Linked DNA regions of Anas platyrhynchos: region 1 is linked to region 2. The links are chromatin contacts, called in public Hi-C maps. All regions are on one chromosome and are shown on one strand. The core of a region is the stretch at or near the end of the contact, and the rest is flanking DNA. Distances in the headings are between cores, read along the strand shown. Region 1 overlaps LOC106017074 (a long non-coding RNA gene). Region 2 overlaps DST (dystonin).

The links. Hi-C and Micro-C count contacts between places; a contact is called where the count stands out from the background.
Region 1: a Hi-C map of subcutaneous adipose tissue shows a contact between it and region 2, with 3 times the contacts expected there. The contact joins two enhancer-like sites. A contact is called at or near these places in 5 of 8 Hi-C or Micro-C datasets (F1 follicle, liver, skeletal muscle and 1 more).

What each region holds. Positions count from the first base shown.
Region 1 is chr3:95,014,095-95,017,348 of IASCAAS_PekinDuck_T2T, reverse strand. It overlaps LOC106017074 (a long non-coding RNA gene), which reads right to left. Exons shown (of 3, transcript XR_011808535.1): 3 at 590-3,254. Among named protein-coding and RNA genes, the nearest start is that of COL21A1, 41 kb to the left of the region's middle. Within about 2 kb of position 1,403, at least 1 of the 8 cell types and tissues checked has an H3K27ac peak or open chromatin away from gene starts, as enhancers often do. A contact at or near this core is called in subcutaneous adipose tissue, where this site is marked.
Region 2 is chr3:94,906,157-94,909,028 of IASCAAS_PekinDuck_T2T, reverse strand. DST (dystonin) reads right to left here. Exons shown (of 101, transcript XM_072036349.1): 60 at 2,515-2,872. Among named protein-coding and RNA genes, the nearest start is that of COL21A1, 150 kb to the left of the region's middle. Within about 2 kb of position 1,443, at least 1 of the 8 cell types and tissues checked has an H3K27ac peak or open chromatin away from gene starts, as enhancers often do. A contact at or near this core is called in subcutaneous adipose tissue, where this site is marked.

The DNA.
Region 1 (3,254 bases), core at 154-2,653, 110 kb before region 2:
TCAAGACCTAAAATGCTCAAAAATTCCTTTCTTCCTGGTAGACCAGATATTTTAGCATGTGATGTCCAAGCCTGTGCTTTCAGCTATGAGAGCTGCCCATCCCTCCCATAAGAAGCAACAGCTTTTGATCATGTGGTTCATCAGAAGCTCCCCATTCTCTCATCCAGAACAGAAATCTCCCTCTTACCTTAACCAAATTTAGTGGTAATTAACTTTTACTATATACAACCTACATCCAAACATAAAATCATGAGAGAAACCAGAGAATTATTATGTTTAAAAAAAAAAATAATACCACCCTTGATACTCCTGATTTACAGGCTTGAACTGAGTGTGCATGTTGCAGTAACTTCTTGACTTAAAACACTACAATTAGTGACCTTTTTTTTTTCATAGCATATTTGTCCATAGGTTTGAGGACTGTATTTTGTCTCCTGTACCTCTTTAATGAAGAGAGATAGATCTACATGTATTCCTCTTAAAATTACCAGTAAAGAGTACAACATATTTCCAACAGATTATTTGTTATCTCAGGGAGAACTTGCAAAAAAAAAAAAAAAAAAAAAAATAGCAAAAGATATCATTTGGAGAAGCAGTGAAGTAAAAAATGAATCAGACTATTGGCATGCCTTGGTCTAATTGTCAACTGAAATCAATCAAATCCAACACGGCAGCTATTAAGCAGCCTTAAAGCTAAAACTTCAGCTGAAACCTGTTCAGTAGTAACCCTTCCAGTTACAATACTGAGATAACAAATGCAAATCACATGAACATTTGAAAAAACCTTGGGACGTCCACACATGAATAACTACCACCGGGTTTCAGGCTCTTCAGGCTTTGATCGTCATGTGGTCAGTTTTTGTTGCCTGGTAAGAACCACACCTCGTTTCTTTGGCTTTAAACAAATAGATTAATGTTTCTCAGTCTTGCTTCCACATCCTCTGTTTCATACTGAAATGTCAGAATAAAATCAGCAGTGAAAATATTCACACATTCAACCTAACTTCTTCAGGTAAAACACAGTACCTCAAATGTGTCTGAAGCAAAAGGATCTCACTTCTTTGTGGCACATGTACTAGCAGGGGATTTTCTCTTAGTGGTCCAGTGGAGGGCAGCAAAATATTTACTAAAGAGATTCCTCATTTAATAGCTTCATCACTGAGTTGTCCCAACAAAAGCTTTCACGAAAACCTTGGAAAAGTTCGGTACTTCTTTGTTCGACTTATAATATATTGCATATTTGTTTATTTTAGTTGGAAGTTAAGTTTTTAGACTGTTTGAGACTATTTTTCACATCAGAGATCGTGCCTTAAAACAAACAATGCTTCCTGTATAAATAACTCTGTGGTGCTCCCATTCTTTCCAGAGCTAATGACATCCGCACTGGGAGGAGGAGGGTAGCAATGCTCTGCCTCACAGCCGGCTAGTCCGCTCTCCTCTGGAAAGCTTGCATAAATTTACCAGTGGTTTAAATCCAACTTCATATCTCCAGCACAGCAGTATTGGCACACTGATCATCTTGCATCATTCATTTGCTATGAGTGCACGTTATCTCAGCTCTTAGTTTAATATAAAGGGGAGTCAGCAGTACTAATGGAATAGCTTGGAGTCTGTGTCCTAAGCTGGAAGCCAGATTCAAAAAGGAAAATATTTTAATGTGCCTCTTAATGGACTTTATACAGTTCTCTTTAGTAAAATCTGAATATCAAATATATGAATTTTACAGTGATGTCTCATGAAAAGTTACTGATAATAGTCTTCCATGTAGGAACAGATTGACTGTGGAAAGATTGCTGATAAGAAAATACAGAATATCTAAAAGTCTTCAGTCTAAATCACAGGAGCTGTAAAAGATCTTTAACTAAAGAGTGTGCAAGTGTTTTATAGGCCATAAAATATTCACTCTCTTTACCAAATGTTTGGGGCATTCTCCTGGAAATGAGATTTCCTACTGACTTTTACAATGACAATAAGGCAGAAGGCAGAACAAAGAAGCACAACATACTGATATGGATCCAGGAAGGGAGCAAAGGAGGCTGTGTTACACCTCCAGCATCTGCTCAGTCCCTACATGGAGCTGGTGATACCTTTGCCACAGACCGTCTCTGGCTCTGGAGGTGACATTGGAGGAGCAGGGAGCAGATGCCGGTGTCCAAAGGGTGACAACTGTTGTGCTTCTGGTGCTGTGTGCTCAACAGTCAGCTCAAGAGCTCGTGCTGCAGCACTGAGGAGCACAAAGGAGCACACATTGGGAATGGTGCAATCATTATGGTGAGAAATTTGAATCCCACAGGTGATTTTTTCCTGGCAAAATCCAGTGTACAACTTTAAAAGTTATAACCAAAGGTAAGAGCTATCAGGTAGCTAGGTGCAGGTATGTATTAAATGCTTAGATAACAGCGTGAGTGCACTGGAGAATCCCAGAAAATGGGCTTTAGGGAAAACAAGATGAAATTATTTCCAGTTATACCACAGGAAACTCAGAACAGGGTAGCCTATGCAAATCTAGCAACTGTCAGAAACAGAAGGGGTTTTGCTGTGTTTCTCACAAAGGTATCATCAGCTCCTGGTAAAGGCAGACAGACACTTGACTGCAGCCAGTGAAAGCAAAGAAAATCATCACACAGCAGAAGCGCAGTTTGAATTGCAAGAGCAAGGACAGCAGCTGAGGGATGCAGCAAGCTAGCAAGGCTGTTCTGTAGGGTTATCATGCACTAAATTCCAGATTATTTGCAGCAGGTTCTTTGGGGCAGGTAAAATTCTTTATGGCTCAGGGAAAATAGAAATTAGACAGGAGATCTCTTACTGAGATGCAATTTCAAACAGGAAAAGGGAAAGCACTGATGGAGAGCAGAATTTTATGCAGCATTATTCCTAAATTAATAAACTTCTGAGGTAGGATATTTCAATATAAAGCCAATTTGCAACTTCCTCTTGGAGCTGGATGACCTAGCCGTAATAAATACTTATTGGATAGGATGTAACTGTATGTAGTAAATTATGACTAGTAACTATGCACAAAGTACCTGCATGTACATATAAATTCTACTTTATGCTCACACTCAGCTTGTTAAGCTATTTTCATTGATACATGCTGTAGCAGATGTAATTACAGAAAACACAGTGTTCATAAAGCAAACCTTGGCACCAGAATGGAAATCTTGCAAATACAACTGCTCTGCTTTACTGTATGCAAAGACTGACCGAATAACTGACAGAGGTCATGCCGCTTTCAGAAGACCGCAAAGGTCTGC
Region 2 (2,872 bases), core at 194-2,693:
AATTAATCTGTAATTAATTTTGTCTGTTTTACATTAATTGAGACAAATTCTTTGATTATACTCTTCCTGGTGTAGTTTGTGAAGTAACAGTCTAATGAAGTCTACTTTCAAATGAACTCCACAGGGGATTTTCATTTACAGAAAGCAAGTTTTATATCTGCATTGTAAATAAATGCAGTTTAACACTGACAATAACTACTTTCGATTTAACATTCCATCCTGGCTGGAATAAGTGGATTACAAAGAAGGAATATAAATAAAACAAATATGGATGTGTGTATATAACAATATATATATAAAATACTACTCCAAGTCTGTTTGTTTTTTTAAATAACTCTGCATTTTAATGTCATGCCAAGAAGACGCACAAAGCTCTGCTCTTATGCATAAAAACTAGTCAAACCACAAAAACCACCTCTGGCCCATTACACCAGATCCTTCCCTGAAGAGACTGCAGACATCATGTGGATAAATCTATCTACCAAGGAGCATTTTGCTTTGCTCCTGAGGAACAGAAGTTGCTTGTGCTTGACCACAGGAGCTAAAGACATAAGGAGCTACACTGGGGTTTTGTGGCCAGAGCCACATTTTCAGGTTGTGTGTGTCTGCCTACGTGCACAAACGCGTGAGCAAGAGCACCACAAGTGGAGCAAGACTGATGGGAGCCTACAGTTTGCTGCCTTGGGTAAAACTGCTCTCTGGAAGGACAAGAAGTATGAAGAGGTACAACAGCTACTGTCATTTTGCTGCCATGCGTGCCAGTAGTGCTCACAGATTAGGAGAGGGATCGTTGACCCCACACTCCCCAACTCAGCATGCCTTTGGTACCTACAGTCACCCAGTAACACTCCCTGTTCTGTTCTCCCTACTTCCACTTGTCAAACACTCTGATTTTATTACTGCACTTCTAAGTACACTTCTAAGCTTACAAATATCTTATATAAATACAATCCTGGAGCACACATATAAACATGCTGCTATCGCTACTTTCCTTTCCCTTCTTCATTTTTTTTTGGGGTCTTTTTACCACTCTTTGGTTACAGGGACACTCTTCCTGCACAGGCCAGACAAGGATCTCATTCCTGAATTTTGCAACAGCTGAGCATCTTTTCCATTGACCTTACAAAGCACGACACCAAGTCAATGCCTAGGAAACTGCACCGACTATGTTATGTTCCAATTTCCCAAGTGTTTTACTAACCATATACAAAGATAAGCCATTTGCTTCCCTTTTAGCTTGAGATAGGTTAGCATACAAATTTAACAGGCACAATCTAATGGAATCTCTTAAAAACGTAACCATTTGTTCCAGATTTCTGTCTCTATGCACTCTAAAAGATCATTGCAACCGATAGGAACTTTCAGCTGCAACTCCCAGACTGAACCATCAGCCTTCGGTTTGCCTCTCCAACACGGTTTAGTCTGCACAAGCAAAAGGCCCCCTCTGTTGGGCCAAGCATGTCATTACTTTTTCTCCAAGGCGGTCTCTCCACCGGCATGGTTTATCAAATCACGTTGTGCAGGATTGTTTTAGGATTAACTGCGTACTAATTTACAAGTCACACAAACATTTGAACCAATATTAGATCGGAATGAATCCAAAGCAGCACATGAGATTGAGTGCTACTACACAGCCAGTGGGAGATTTAGGAGCTTTTTCAAGCACCGCTTACACCTGTGTAACTTATAAACCCTCCCAGTGAGCACTGCAAATTCATTTCTTGTAGCCTAAAATCTGCAAAGATCTGCACTTCGTTTCAGCACTAAAGCACCCTTACACTTTACACCCAGTATTGCTGCAATGTATTTTTCTGAGCTGGACAACGGTCGCCAGCTGGCATATTAAAAAAGCTACGCACAGAGGCTCCCAAGTGCATCTTGGATAAGGATGCTACAACAAGCTCCTTCTGTAAAAGGAGTTTCATTTAACTTGAATTCTTCTTATCAGTATATTTCTAGGTAAGGATTGGATTCGATGAGGTAAAACTGGACAGTGGTAAGGTGTTAAACTCTCAGACACTGCTGCCTCTACCCATGTGAAAAAAAAAAAAAAAAAAGAGAAAAAAAAAAAAGAAAGCTACTCATGTAAATGAAGCAAGTATGGATTGTGGTATGTGAACACCAGAGCCTAAATTCACACCACATGGAAAAGGAAGTTTGTGTGATACATGGACAGCGGAACAGAAACAATATGGAGTTCTCAAAAACCGGAAAGGCAGATGGATTGCACAAAGAAGTAAGATTGGGAAGAGAGGAAGAGAGGGAGACCTGGGTTAAAGGAACTGCAAAAATTGGGTTGCAAAGACACCAATGTCTAGTAATTGATAGCAGAAGAAGCAAGAGAAGATATACTATTTAAAATAGATAAAATGCATACAGGTAGAACTGACTGATGTGAGAGAAGACTTGTCCAAGGTCTCAAATGATTTTACCAATCATTTTCACACTGATACTGAATAAAAAAATGCATTGTGGTAAAACACACGATAGCAGTTAAGAGAGAAATGTTCCTACCTTGAACGTATCCAGCTGCTGATTGATGGTTTCTGTTTCCATTCCAACAGGACCTTGTGATTCTTCGTGCTCTTCAGCTCTCCCAAGCAGACTGGAAAATTCTTTTAACTTACTGTAAAATTCCTCAACACGGCTAATTGTACCTTCCACTTGATCTTCCCTGGCTTTTGCTCTGTCTAGGAGCTTGTTGCACTGTTTATTTAATGCTTCCAAGTCTCGCTTTATACCAACAAGATCAGGAGAAGCTTCAGCTTCTGTGGCTAGCATCATTTTACAGTTTTTATTAGCATTTTCATTATTCATTATAAGATCTTCCAATTTTTTCAGGAAACGTTTTATATCCTCTCTCTGGGATTGC